Linked DNA regions of Zea mays: all the other regions are linked to region 1. The links are chromatin contacts, called in public ChIA-PET and Hi-C maps. All regions are on one chromosome and are shown on one strand. The core of a region is the stretch at or near the end of the contact, and the rest is flanking DNA. Distances in the headings are between cores, read along the strand shown.

Evidence for each region. A called contact is a pair of places that touch in the nucleus more often than the background predicts. ChIA-PET counts read pairs in DNA pulled down with a chosen protein or histone mark.
Region 2: an RNA polymerase II ChIA-PET map of seedling shows a contact between it and region 1, with 7 times the contacts expected there. The contact joins the promoter of LOC100278342 here to the promoter of LOC100193330 in region 1. A contact is called at or near these places in 8 of 25 Hi-C or Micro-C datasets (bundle sheath, ear, endosperm and 2 more) and 2 of 3 datasets of contacts at active chromatin or transcription factors (leaf and seedling).
Region 3: a contact with region 1 is called in a Hi-C map of leaf, with 6 times the contacts expected there. The contact joins the promoter of LOC103650673 here to the promoter of LOC100193330 in region 1. A contact is called at or near these places in 4 of 25 Hi-C or Micro-C datasets (bundle sheath, ear, leaf and 1 more).

What each region holds. Positions count from the first base shown.
Region 1 is chr3:144,519,214-144,523,836 of Zm-B73-REFERENCE-NAM-5.0, forward strand. It overlaps LOC100193330 (Transcription factor PosF21), which reads right to left and starts at 2,347. Exons shown (of 4, transcript NM_001279664.2): 1 at 1,700-2,347; 2 at 1,401-1,533. The coding sequence starts at 2,184.
Region 2 is chr3:144,667,188-144,671,764 of Zm-B73-REFERENCE-NAM-5.0, forward strand. It overlaps LOC100278342, which reads right to left and starts at 2,746. Exons shown (of 3, transcript NM_001398305.1): 1 at 2,493-2,746; 2 at 2,165-2,344; 3 at 1,894-2,041. The coding sequence starts at 2,703. The coding sequence ends at 1,938.
Region 3 is chr3:144,771,393-144,776,125 of Zm-B73-REFERENCE-NAM-5.0, forward strand. LOC103650673 (transcription factor LHW) reads left to right here and starts at 2,386. Exons shown (of 10, transcript XM_008676231.2): 1 at 2,386-3,021; 2 at 3,546-3,692; 3 at 3,815-3,902; 4 at 4,385-4,426; 5 at 4,511-4,570. The coding sequence starts at 2,930.

The DNA of each region.
Region 1 (4,623 bases), core at 1,097-3,596:
CTCAAGTCACGATTTATTTTCGATACAAAAACGACGCCTAACAATATGATACATTCAACACTAGGCACACAAGTATAAATGATCATACATAGAATAGGCTTTTGCAATATCAATATAATTTTTCAGACATGGTTAAGTACACTTCATATGCATCCTTTCTTGCACATGCATTCATTTAGAAATGGTCTGTATGAGGAGAGGATTGCTGCATGATTTGGCCATCAGGAACGTGAAATCTAGGCTCTCCATTTATGCAGATGATGTGGTTCTTTTTGTCAAGCCTACAGAAGATCTAGTTTGTGTCAAGATGATCCTGGATTGCTTTGGAGAGGCCTCAGGTTTAGTTGTGAATTTGCACAAAAGCTACACTATCCCTATCAGTTGTGATGCTCAGACTGTTCAGGACAGCTCTAACATTTTGCAGTGCACTCCGGCTTCTTTTCCATGCAACTATTTGGGGCTGCCTGTTTCTGATAAGAAGTTGGGGAGGAGGGACCTCTTGCAGTGGGTGGACAAGATAGCTAACTGGCTGCCTAGTTGGAAGGCCTCACTTGTAAACCTTGCCGACAGGACAACCTTGGTCCGGTTCGTGCTCTCAGCAATCACTGTATATTTTTTCATCGCCATGAATGTTCCCAAGTGGGTTATTAGTGCTATTGACAAAATTGGGCAAGGTTTCTTGTGGAAGGGTAGAAAAGAAGTGAAAGAAGGGCATTGCCTTGTGGCGTGGGATAAAGTCACCAGACCTCTGGACCTTGGAGGACTTGGTATCCCAAACCTGCTATATATGAGTTGGGCGCTGCAAGCTAAATGGCTTTGGCTGATTAAGACTGATCCGAATAGGCCTTGGAGTGGATTGGATCTCCCTGTTCAGTCACAAGGAAGCTAGTTGCCAGTTTGATGTACACCCATGTGGGCAATGGCAAAACACCCTTTTTTGGATGGACAGATGGTTGAATGGGTGCTCTATCGCTGAGCTGGCACCTGAAGTGCTCTCAAAGGTGGATAAAAAGGTGGCCTCTATCAGGGTGTTTTTGCCATTGCTAAAGACATCCAAACGGTCTAGTTAATAGTTCAGCTATTAGCTAATAGTTAGTTGGCTAAAAATCAATAATAGAATTAGCTACCTAACAAATAGTTAATTTACTAAAAGTAGCTAATATCTGAACTATTAGCTAGACTGTTTGGATGTCTTAGCTAATTTTAGCAGCTAACTATTAGTTCTAGTGCATTCAAACACCCCATAGTCCAACCAAACATGAACCAAGCTCCCACACAGAAATAGATGTGTTACTAGCAAGCAAGGGCCTATCAGAAAGATGAGGCTGATTTGATGAATTTCTTCGCACAACAATTCTCTTGGAACTAAACTGATTTTGAAACAAAATATAACCCCATACCTGGAGCAGGGTGAGCTGTGCTGACAGCGTAGTGGCCTCCGTCTGCAGAGTCTGGACCTTCTTCTCCAGTTCACTGGTGTACTTGACCTTCCTCTCCTTTGACCTCGCTGCAGACTGCCTGTTCGCCAGAATCCTACACGACAGCGCCATCAGCGAAACTTAGCACAGATCAACAGCCCTTATCACTTGAAGCAATCGGTACTAAATTCCCAGGACTCTTGCTTGGCACGCTAAATTATTATTTTGGATAAGGATTCTCCCTCTGGGTCGAGCATCAAATGCCAAAAATATTCCCCCACCTCTTTGCGCGCTTGGGGTCGATGAGCGCGAGCTCGGCGATCCTCTCTGCGGGCATGGCCTTCTTGGCGTAGTCCGGCAGGCCGCTGGAGAGCGCCGACTCGCCCTCAAACGGTGAGGTGGCCCCATCCATGGAGCCGCTCCTCTTGTGCCCGGGCCCACCCCCGGCGCTCCCGCTGGGTCCCTGAAACGCGAGGCCCTCGAAGAAGGCGGCGTCGAGGGAGAGGCTCCGCGTGTGGGCCCCGCCGGCCGGGCGGGGGGCCGGGGCCGGCTGCGGCAGCGGCGGGGGCGGGGTTGGGTCGGAGGCGGCCGGGGAGTCGTCGGAGAGGGAGGGGAAGTCGAGGTCGGAGAAGGAGAGGTCTCCGTCCGGGTCGAGGAGCAGGTCCGCGTCGGAGAAGCATAGGAACGACTCCGAGTGGGCCCGCCGGTGGTGCACCCGACCGGCGCCGCCGCCAATGGCGGCCGGCAGCGTGAAGCGCGGGTCCATCTCAGTCGGCACCGGCAGCGGGGCCAGAGCTAGCTTGCACCCTCGCAGATCGCGGCGTCAGCTGCGGCGGGCGGGCTTGCGTCTGCGGCGACCGGCGCGTGGAGAAAGAGCGGCGAATGTCGGGATGGTGGCTTCGTGCAGGTGGGGGGCGTCTCATACGTGTGAGGACTCCAGGAGTCAGGACTTGAGGAGTAGAAAGAGGGAGGAAGCTGGGAGCCGGGGAGGGCGCCTCGCCGGTAGCCTCCGCGTGGTCTCGGTTCACGGAGGCGGTTCAGCCGGGACACGTATCCCGAGGCAGACGGACGGCGGGACCGGCCTCGGGTGGTGGGGAGGGTGCAAGGAGCGCGGTGGGAAGTGGGAATCTCGGGGCCCTGTGGACAGGAGGTGGACGGCCAACGAGGGGAGGTTGGGTGGCCTCGGTGCATGGGCCAGTGGCTCTGGAGTCGCAAGACTTGTCGAGAAGGTCGGGTCGCCACCCTAGGCAACACGGCGTGTGGACTTGGTCCAGGCAAGCTGAAGTCCACGAGGGGTAACAGTGTCATTTCCGCGAGAGAAGAATGCCTTGCTGCGTTGTTCCTATCAGCCTGCGTTGCTGTATGGCACGTGGGCCTCCGGGACCGCTGGGTCCACATGCCAGCGGGAGTTCCGTGACTGAGGCCGGAGCGGGCGCCGTATTTTTTGTGCCGCTGTGTCGTATCAGTTGGATGACGGTTGGGGTCCTGCTGCGGTTTTGTGGATGCAGGGCCCAACGCATACGGCCTGCCACAGGAGGCGCACGGAGCAGTGGCGCACATGCTGTAAAGCGTACGCGGGACACCGACCGAACACCGCGGCGCCGGCGGCAGTTGGCATGACATGCGCGGTGGGAGAAGGATCCCAAGGTGGCCTTCATGGCATTGTGTGAGGGGTATCTCTGGATGCCCCTCCCCTTCTACTTTGCTGGGGCGATCTGAATACCAAACATAGGATGAACTATCTGATGACGCTCTCCGCCTCTCTGCAGAGATGCAGATGGTCCACGATACATGACTGGACGGTTCGGGATCTGGCCGCAGCAGCGACTCATTCTCTGCGTACGTCCGGATGGTCCGCGTCTGTGGCTCGGACGGTCCATGATGGCGCAGAGGATCGTTTTTTTCGCAGCAGACCTAGATCTCGTCTCTCAAGAGGGACCATGTCGGCAAGAAGAGATCTTAGAGTGTGTCTTGGCGTCGGCAGACCACCCAAGACGTATCTAGTCGAAGTAGAGACGAAGAGATGTGAAGATTCTAGGTGGAGGAAGGCTAAACTAGGGTTACTTCTAATGCATAAGGTAAAAACGATAAGTAGAGTTGATTGGGATCGATTGTGGGGGGTTCAATCGGTTGTAGCCCTTTATCTATATAAAAGGGAGGTCTGGACCCGTTACAAGTCGGTTCTCGAGATAATCTCGCAGGTTGAACTAACAAATCCCGCAAGAAATCCGGAACCATAACTGATTTTGTGCATGCGTGAACGGTCCACGCTACCACCACGGACTGTCCAGACCGTGGATGGTTCGACTTATGTGGGCGGACGGTCCGGCTGCCCAAAAGTGTGCTCAGCATATGCCTCCTGTCTTTTGATAGAGGTTGACGAACCAAAAACATACACACTAATCCCAATGCAAGTCACCAGCTTTTCAATCCAATAGGGTGATCATTCATAGAGCTCTAATGCATAAAGGCTGTTTCTGATTGTATCTTTCTCGGCCATGACTATCTGATCAAAGGATCAAGGATTATAGAATGGTGGTGCCCCATCATGAATAGGCAAATGGACTATGTATGTACCACGGGTTTATCGTCATACCATTCCACATTTGAATAGAACAATATACCAACGATTAGTAGGCACGTAGAAAGTATCTTGGCATCACTGGATGAATAGGTGATGCTTGTTGCGTCGCCTTTCAGGTCGTTTTATTTGGTCGTTTTGTTTTAGCGGGTGATCGTGGTTTCTTTGTTGGCCGATCGCTTTTTCTTGTTTTATTCGGTCGTTTTGATGGTTGTTCATGGTAGTCCCTTTTCCCTTTTTCTACGTTCATCCTTTCTTTCACCTCTTTGTATTCTCAACAGTCTTTGGTTGAATGGCTAGAGCTTTTGTGAAACATGCAGTAAGGCTTGTATTCGCGAGGTGGTTCTCACCCACGTCCCCTTCCCCTTGGGGCCCTACCTCCTCTTGTCGGTTGGTAACCCTGGTCGTAACTGTGGTGGGTGTCTTCGGGCTGATGCTGCTACTGATGGACATTGTTGATTTGGGTCTGCGGCAGAGGCTGTTGTGTTTGCACCCACGTTTTGAAGCTCCCTAGGTGCGAAGGGTCCTTTGGCTTGCGCTGCACTTCGACTTTTTGATAGTGGAGGTCTTCGGACCTTGCATACTTTTCAAATAGTTGATATAACTCCTGAAGGTTTGCTGAGG
Region 2 (4,577 bases), core at 1,496-3,995, 150 kb after region 1:
ATATATTCAACTCAATTCAAGTCAAGTTGAACTATCTTGAAGACAAGCTCAATTCAGTTCAAGTCAAGTTAAACTACCCTAAAGGCAAGTTCAACCCAGTTCAAGTCAAGTTGAATTGTCCTAAAGACAAGTTCAACTGCTTTTGAGCAGGAAGGTTCTCCGTCTCCCAAACCTCACTCCAGTTGAACTCATAGAGTGTCCAAAAGATTTTGTTTTCGAAATAGCTTTTGAATTTTAGAGGCTTGAGCTTTGGAAAGCACCATCCTTTTTTTGGACCCTCCTTGATAGTACGACGATTCCAATACTCAAGTTAAATAAAATATAATTAAGTAAACTCCTTGAGTCATTGGTGTGTCATGTGTGATTTGTCCATGGCGTTGCTTCACAAGGATCACAAACATATTTGTCTCACCTTTTGAAGAAAACACAAATCAATCCTATGACTTGAATCATTTCACCATATATGAGTTCAAATCATGGCTTCAAGTCACCTTACTGATGCATCAACACAATATAACTCTTCAAGGCTAGTTAGTTCATCGACTTAGTGCAAGTACTCTCTTCTTCACCTTAGCCATGGCACCTCAGTCCACAATCCGCCGCTTGGCCTTCACCTTCGCCTAGTCCCTCGAAGCCCTTTCCTTGCTATCTTCACCCTATCAAGACATTCTTGAGTCACATCATATTGAGCATCCATTGAGAGAATCATTTCTTCAATATTGTGAACCTTACCTGAATGTCATCTAGATAAAAATGCTAAGATCAATCAAGCTCTAGTTTGATTCTCATAGAAGCATATATGAACCAACATCAATATGGTCAAACCAATTCACAGTTCCTTATATCCTAGGATTTTAGATTGGCACTTCTTCTCATTTACTTCAATCTCCATCTTCATATTCCTAGCTTGATCATATCAATGCATAGTGATTTTCCATATCTTTGTTCATATAAGCAAACCAATATAAAGACCATATTATATCCATTGTGCATTGTCTCCTTTGATGTATGATTATCTGATTGACGATCTTTTATCTTTTGATCTTCATTGAATATCCATCTCCATATATCCAAACGACCTTACTTATGGAATATCACCATCATTGTTTGGTGTTGATCCGTTATACCTTTCTACCATTGTATATCCAAATCACCAAAACCGACAAAGGGGCTAGATGCACTTTTAGGCTGCATGGCATTGGTTAGACTTATGGAGCCAGCTAAGCAAAAACAAGTAGAGCATGTTGTACTTGTGTAGTCAATACTTAATAGGATTACGATAAAGTGGAAACCAACATCCAACATTGATCAATAAACAATCTATTCTAAATTTCCAACAATAATAACATGTAACAATTATTAAGTTCACGTGTGATAATATAACATATCAGTTTATCACAGATTTGTAATACAAATATCTCCCGTCTAACTTAAAACGAGATAGAAACGAGATTATCCTGGTCAAATATGAGATACTGTAAATATGGGAGAAAACCTTGAACCGTTGTCGCTCCCGTTCAACCTTGTTTTGTTTCCTGTCTCGTTTTTATATTTTTTTCCAAAAAAAATACAAAAATGATCGGTATAAACAGGAATACGGTACAGATCAGGATGAGATTTTCCCGCTCTTTTTCATTATATTCCTTAGTCTCCACCGTATTGATGTACTGTTCGCTGAGCTCTCTTTGCCGAGTGTTTATCGGGCAGGCACTTGGCAAAGCGCCCGATTTCGGTAGTGCCCCTTCCTTGCAGAGAGGCCAATCTCCACTATATTGATCTCCTTTCTTATAGAGGGAGCTAGGGACATCGGAGAGTAGCTTGATTGTCTCCTTAAAATCATGCATCACGGTTTTTTTATCACATGTTGTTATAAAATGGAATAATTTTGGTTTCTCGGATCGCGTGATACTACAGTACAAATACTACATTATTACTTTTTATTCAAACATAGATATACTACATAAGCAGACCGGCGGCCGAAGAGGACAGAACGGATAAATACATGGACGAGGGGTAGGGTATGGATGTCGCGGCGTCGGAGCTGCAAAACGAGTTCATGAGACGATGCACTTGCTAGCAAACGCTACACGTACGTACGCTCAAAGACGCACGTAAGAGCGCGTGCCGGCCGCCATGCAAAAAGGCCGTCAGGATCTGGACTCACGAGGAGGGGTGACGACCGGCGGCGGTGGAGGCAGCGGCGGGGACTCCGGGGACAACGGTGTCGGTGGTGGGTAGATCGGCCTCGGCAGGTGGGGCGGCAGGCGATGACGACACAGAGGGGAAGGACAAAACGGAGGGGTATGGTGGTGTCGCGGTGGCGGAGTCGTCGTCTCCGGAGCTGCTGCAAAACGGAAGCAAATTAAGCTAACAAGCTTGTTATTAATTATCAGCTGCATCGAGTTGTTAGCTAGCAAACGGTCCTGGGACATATATAGGCAGCCTCTATAGTGCAAACACACGAGGAGGTGTTGAACTGCGGCTGAACTCACGAGGAGGTGTGACGACTGGAGGTGGCGGCGGCGACGGTAGCGGCAGCGGTGGCCAACGACAGAACAGACGACCGACACACGGGCGGCCCGGTTCCAGGTCCGGGTCAGGGATGACGCTACGGCACAGGCAGGCGCTGGTGGCCGCCAGCCAGAACGCCACGGCAAGCTGCGCCACCGCCGGGAGGCGGGAACGCCGCTCCAGCACAGCCATTGATATGTATTTCAGAATATATAGACGATGATGAGCTTGTGTTGGGCTCCTCTGTCCGGCCGGCTTCGTGTGGTATTTATAGAGCACCGCCCGTGTTCTCCCCGTCACAGCCATGGGCACATGCAGATGCAGCAGTACGTGCCACTACAGTAGCTAGTGCCCACCGGCGTCGTCGTTAGTGGGTTGGGGTAAACTTTCCAGGTCCACCCTTGCCGGTCAACTCACGATGAGAAAAACTGGCGGACCTATATATCATGTCAACATTATATTTAGGTCTTGTTAGCTCCAGAAAATTTAATAGACTTGATGGGGTAGATCATTAGATGCTCCAGAAAATTATAGAGCTAGAGCTATAAGCGTTTAAAAGATATTTAGATTAGTCATTTTGTTTATTATTTGAATTAAAAATATCTTTAAATTATTTAAATTGATATTACAGCTTCACGTTGCACTACCGGAATCCAAGGCTTTGTCGAGTGTTGTATTCTTTGCCGAGTGCCTTTTGTCGGGCACTCGGCAAAGAAGGCTTTGCCGAGTGCCGCACTCGGTAAAGTTAGACTCTCGGCAACGAGACTCTTTACCGAGTGCTGGACACTCGGCACAGGACGGCACTCGGCAAAGACTAGTTTGCCGAGTGTCAAACACTCGGCAAAGGGGGCTCTCGGCAAAGGGCCGTCAACGGCCGTCCCAAAGCTGACGGTCGTCGGTCTTTGCCGAGAGCCAACGGCTGGCACTCGGCAAAGAGGCTTCTTTGCCGAGTGTCACACATCTAGCACTCGGCAAAGAACTCTTTGTCGAGTGTCATCTCTAGACACTCGGCAAAGTATATTTTTATTTTTTTGATTTTGTCTCCCAAACTTTTTGTGGTATGTTCCTACACTATGTAGACCTACATGTATCATTTGTGGACAATTATAACAGAGTTTCAATCGTTAGTAGATTTAGTTCGTTTATTTGAATTTCTTCGGAAAATTCAAATTTGAACTGCAGGTCACTCGAAACTTGGAAAACCGTGCATGAAAAAATGATATTCGTGGTACTTAGCATAAGTTACGACCGATTTCAGAAGCGTACCGGAAACTTCGAGCAACATGCTCACTAAACATGGCCGTGAACTTGGCATCCACATGTTTAAAAATTGTATAAAACACAAACAAAGTCAGAAAATCATGAAACTTGTCCCCGTGTCATGATATCATATGTATAGGCTGTGATAAAAATTTTAGAATATTTGGAGAAAGTTGTGAGACACTATGTGTAGAAACCTAAGAGATCCACATTGAAACTCTATGATTTCATGTGTAGTCCGGATGACGGGCCCGAGGCCTACACCAACCCCGCCGTCTACAGCCGCCTCCATGACTACACCGCCATGGCACAGGAGGTCCATGGCCCAGACTATAATCCGAGCACCGAGCCGATCGACCCCGATGTGCTCATGAGGGTCGGAGGAGGCAAGAGACATGGGCGGTACTGGATTGCCGACGGGGCAATCGACTCGTCCTCCACTCCCACTCTGTCTCAGGTGAGAGCAAGGAGCACGGGCTCGAGTCCAGCCATACGACCTCGGCACGACAGCTCACAGCATCGCATACAGCAACTCGAGGTTATGTGCTTCTGTAACTCGTCCTTTCTTGAGTTATATACCTTATCTTTGAGTTACTATAACGTTGGCTTGTAATATTACAGACCCAACTAGAAGAAGATAGGAGAGAACGTCAAGAGATGGAGGCGAGGATAATGGCGGAGCGGGCGGCGGCTGATCAGAGGATGGCGGAGATGTTCCAGTACATGCAGAGCCTTGGCGCCGCACAGGGCATCGCTCCGCCACCTCCATTGTTCCCCCCAGTTGACCCTACTCTCTTCCACACTCC
Region 3 (4,733 bases), core at 1,136-3,635, 250 kb after region 1:
ACCTCCTGTGCAATAATCTTGGCTACGACATTTTTAGTTTAACTTTTTTTCTGATCAGCTTTTCTGATAATCTAACTGCAGAGTGTGGAGAGAATCAGAGTATCCTTATGATTACGTATGGATAAGATGAATATATCAAATTATGTGGTTATGTTGATTTTGAATGGTTTTTAACAAAAAATCAAATTTTATAGAACCTAGTTGAAAACGCGGCATCTTTTGGTGGATAGAAGGTGTAAAAAGCTGAAACAAAGAGGGGCATACTCCTGCGTGCCTGCTTTCCTCTACAAGCTCTTGCTGCTCCATCTTTTCTGCATTTTGTTTGTGCCCTAGATCGAGCTTAGATAGGGTCTTATTATGGCCATCATTTGCTAGAGCCTTGCTGTCATGCTTCACAGTCGATGTGAAGTAATCATCCTTTTTTTGGGTAGGGGTAATCATATCACTGCCGCCCATTATCAGTCTGGATAATAGAGTAATTAAACAAAGTTTCTGCAACACAATACCAGTAGCAGCGAGTTGATCTATCACACCACTGCTGCTCCATGTGTTCCACTGTTCCCGTTTCTTGAGGCCAATACAATACACATGCTAGGACTTCAGTGTGGCTCTGTGTCTTCAAATAAATCAAAGGGGCTGTTGCCATCTTGCATATTTGCAAGACGCCAAGGTCAAGATTCTCATACAGATCGTGTCCTGTAGTGGGTTTGTGCCCTTCTCCTGTTCCTTTCTTTTCTTTTCCATCCAGCACATACAGTTCTTCTGCCGTTCCAAACAGATATTTGGCCTGTCTATTACGTATTTTGTCTGACTGATGATCTCATCTCACTCGCTTGTGTACCATCTACTTTGGACTATACCTCTACCTTGGACCATCCAACTGAATGGTAAGCTGGCACGCGTATGAAAACTAATAAGGCGTTTCGGCCAAAGCACTTGTCTTTAATCTGTACTGTCTTCTTTATTATTTTTTTTATCTTTATATGTTGTAGCTGCGGAAGTCTAAACGATTGGTTTTAATTCAGAACGAAAAGTAGTGTTTGTGCTCTTGAGAGTTTTATTTTTTATTTAATGACATGCCACATAACTACATAAGCAAACATGATAACATGAAATAAAATTTAATAAAGAGAGATATAAGAAAGTTTTATAGGAGATGCGAGATTTTTATGTGGATGAAACTCTGGATACACTATTACTTATACAAATGTTAATATGACAGCCTTGGAAATATTGTGATGGAAACCGTGCATTGAGAATGTTCTAATATAAGAATAGCAGCACCATCATCCACATTTTGCTCAAACATTTCAAGTCTACCTTTTCTTAGTGAAACTGATGTTTTATATAATAGAGATTTGATGTAGACAGTTTTAGTCTCTTCGATTTTCAAGCCTAAAAACAGATATATTCCACCCTCACTTAAAACTTTAATCCTTTACTTACCACCATGCGTCTCAACTATCTATAAGCCTTCCTAATTGCAGACATGTTCTAAAAACTCTGAATCAGACCATAAACAATTACATGGAATGGCAGGAGATGCAAAGAGTCCATTTTAACGAATGGTGATTTTCTGAAGCCTACTACGAGGATGTTAATTTTGCGAAGACCAGTACCAAATTTCCTGTTTTGTCGGTGTAAAATAGACATGTCAAGTAAAAAAAACTCCTCTTAATGTTGAACGGCACTAAGGGCATATACAACCCCCATTTAATTAAGGGCATATACAACTCCATTTAATATGAGGTCTCTCGAGGGATCTCTAAGGATGGGTTTGGTTGGCGAGTGGAGAAGAATGAAACAGTTTCATTCTAGTTTTTGATGTTTGATTTCCAACAAAAAAAGAGCGAAGCGATTCCTATAGTCTCCATATAAAAATTTACTATAAATAGTTAGAGCGCTCCACCAAAATAGTTGGATGCGAGCGCTCTCTTGGACGCGAACGCTCTCCTCTATACTCATATAACTCTCCAACCAAACAAAGAACAGAACGGCTCCACTCTATTCTACTTTTTAATCAAACAAAAAATAGAGTGATTCCGTTCTACTTGCCAAACGGAGAATAGAACAACTCAATTTTCAAAAACTAGAATGTATCTTCTCTATTTTAATTGACTCTTAACTAAATCTACCTTAAGAGACTAATTAAAAAAAATACAAGCTACATTGATAATTCATGATTTCGTAGTTATATCAAGCAATCTTTTAGCCGTATTTTATATTTAGAAAATCGAACTAGTGCGTTAGACTTCTAACGAATGATGGGGCTTAAACATAGGTATCACGATTTTACCCGTCGTGGAGAGAATGATACGTGCCTCGGGAGTCGGGAAGGAGGAAAAAAGAAGAAAAGAAAACGCCCAAGGGCGAGCACAGCAAAGCAACGAGGAGAAAGCCAAAACAGACTAGTAGACACCCAAACCCGAGAAGAGAAGTGAGAACCCTCCCAAACAAGCCAAAGCCAGCAAAGCCAAAAGGAGGAAGACGCACCAGGACATTGACGAGCCGCAGTCCGCGGCAGCAGGTCCAGCTTCATCCCCCGGAGCCCCAGCACTGGGGTTGGCAGGCAGGCTCGCTCGCCACCGCCGCGTGAAGCGAAGCGCGCGCCCCCGCGGACGCTGACGCTGGGACCCGCCTGCTGGGGGCTGGGAGTGGGCCCGCCCCCCTGATGGGCGCCTGCGCGCCGGCGGCGAGGGGAAGCGTGAGGACGAGGAGCGCCGGCGGGCTCCGCGCGAAGCAGGCCGGGCAAGCGAGCCACCGCGCCGCCTAGTGAGGGCGCTCGCCGCCCGTCTTTGCTTGTTGCCTTGTTGGGTTGCTCGCACGTCCTGTTCCAGTTCCAGGCCAGAGAGAGCGGGGCCCGGGGCTGCAGGCGGCGGCCCGCGGAGGAGCTAGGGTTCTCTCTCCCACTCCCCCCTGCGTCGCCAGGATGGCGGTTGGGGACGCGCTGCGCCGGCTCTGCGAGGAGGTCGGCTGGTCCTACGCCGTCTTCTGGAAGGCCATCGGCGCCGCCGACCCTGTGTAAGCTAATCCCCACCCCTCCTTCCTCCTACTGTTTGTGTTTATCTTTCTCTCCTGTTTTTTTTTTCCTTTGGATCTTATGCTTCTCCTGCAGCCCGATTTGCGAAGAAATCCCATCCCATTCGTTTTCGAAACGTTGTGCATCTTTTCGCTCCCCTGGTCTGGGGTTTGGAGTTTCGCTGCGCATTACGTTTCAGCTAGATTTTCCTGGTAGACAAGCGAAGCGCGCGCGGGAACATTCGGATGGGCATATTCCTGGACATCCTTCCCAATATGGGAGCTCTTTACTAGTGTATGCAACTTTTGGTGCCGCTGTAAATTTTAGTGGCATGAGTACCTACCTACCCACTGAGTTCGCGCTAACGTCTGTGAGTTCTTGGGGGTGTACAAGGGCGGGAAACGGGTGAAATGCGCTTGCATTTCTATGTAAAGCTAATGTGCTGCGCGTTCAGCTTCGTGATGCGATTAGTGCACGAATTCAGCTGTTCTTTGCTGATTTGTGTCTTCTCCTTGGTGACGTGCAGGCATTTGGTGTGGGAGGACGGTTCCTGCGGCCACGCCTCATGCTATACCGGATCTGATGCTCCTGAAGCTGGGTGTGAGCCGGGCACCAGTGTGTGCACGCTTGTTGGGAAGGTTATGGCCTCACAAATTCATGTTATTGGTGAAGGGTAAGCAGGAATTTTGTTTTGCTTGTTACAGTGTTCATAGCTAATAAGTGCTTCGGCGTTGTTGGAGAAGTTCAAACTTTGCTGATGTATGTATGTATGTATGCTGTGCTTGTATTCTTCAGTACCATTGGCCGTGCTGCTTTCACTGGAAATCATCAATGGATTGTCCATGATCCTGCCACTGCCAGTGATCACAATCTCAGACCGGAGGTGCAATTCCTTCTCCCTTCCCTTGTGAACTGATATAAATGTAGCCCAATTTAAGTTTTCCGTGGTCCATTTTGCTGTCACCTTATTTAAAGTCTGGTGCCAAGGGATTTATGCCACTGCAGAAGTCCTTGTGGGGCTATTTTGGCCTACGTCTTGAAACTTCAGCATGTAGTGAGTTTGGTCTATTATTCTCTGAACAAGTTGTCATTGTGATAAGCTAGCTGTGAAACCACACAAATAGACATGCGAAATAAGTGGAGACATCTTTCAAGTTTCTTGTTTGTATGGTTTGCCCTTGAGCTGAAGTCAACCGTGATGGCATTTCCCTTTATTCATCTACGTGTGATGAGAATTTCTTCATTACCTTTGGGGTCTTGCTTACTTATTATCTAAGCAGAAATGTTTTCTTTGTTTGGGGGATTTTAAATTGTTATATGAGTTTCTGTGATGAAACATCAAGCTGATTATGTTCTTATCAATAGGTTGTTGCTGAGATGAATCATCAGTTTGCAGCTGGCATTCAGGTTAGTACGATTTTTTCCTTGCATGCTGGATTATTCACTGACACAATGTTTGCTTCTGTGCTCTTAATAAGTTATTGTGTGCAGACTATTGCAATTATTCCCGTGTTACCACGAGGTGTACTGCAGCTAGGCGCTACAAGTGTGGTAAGATATCCATGCTTTAGTAACTGGGATTACTATATAGTATCTATCATTCTACATGTATTGAAGTTGTTCTGTCATTATTATATGAGCCATGACATACTACTTTATGACTGTGCTACATTGTTGACTGGTCAAATGTTCTGTTCCCTTGATCTCCGTATAT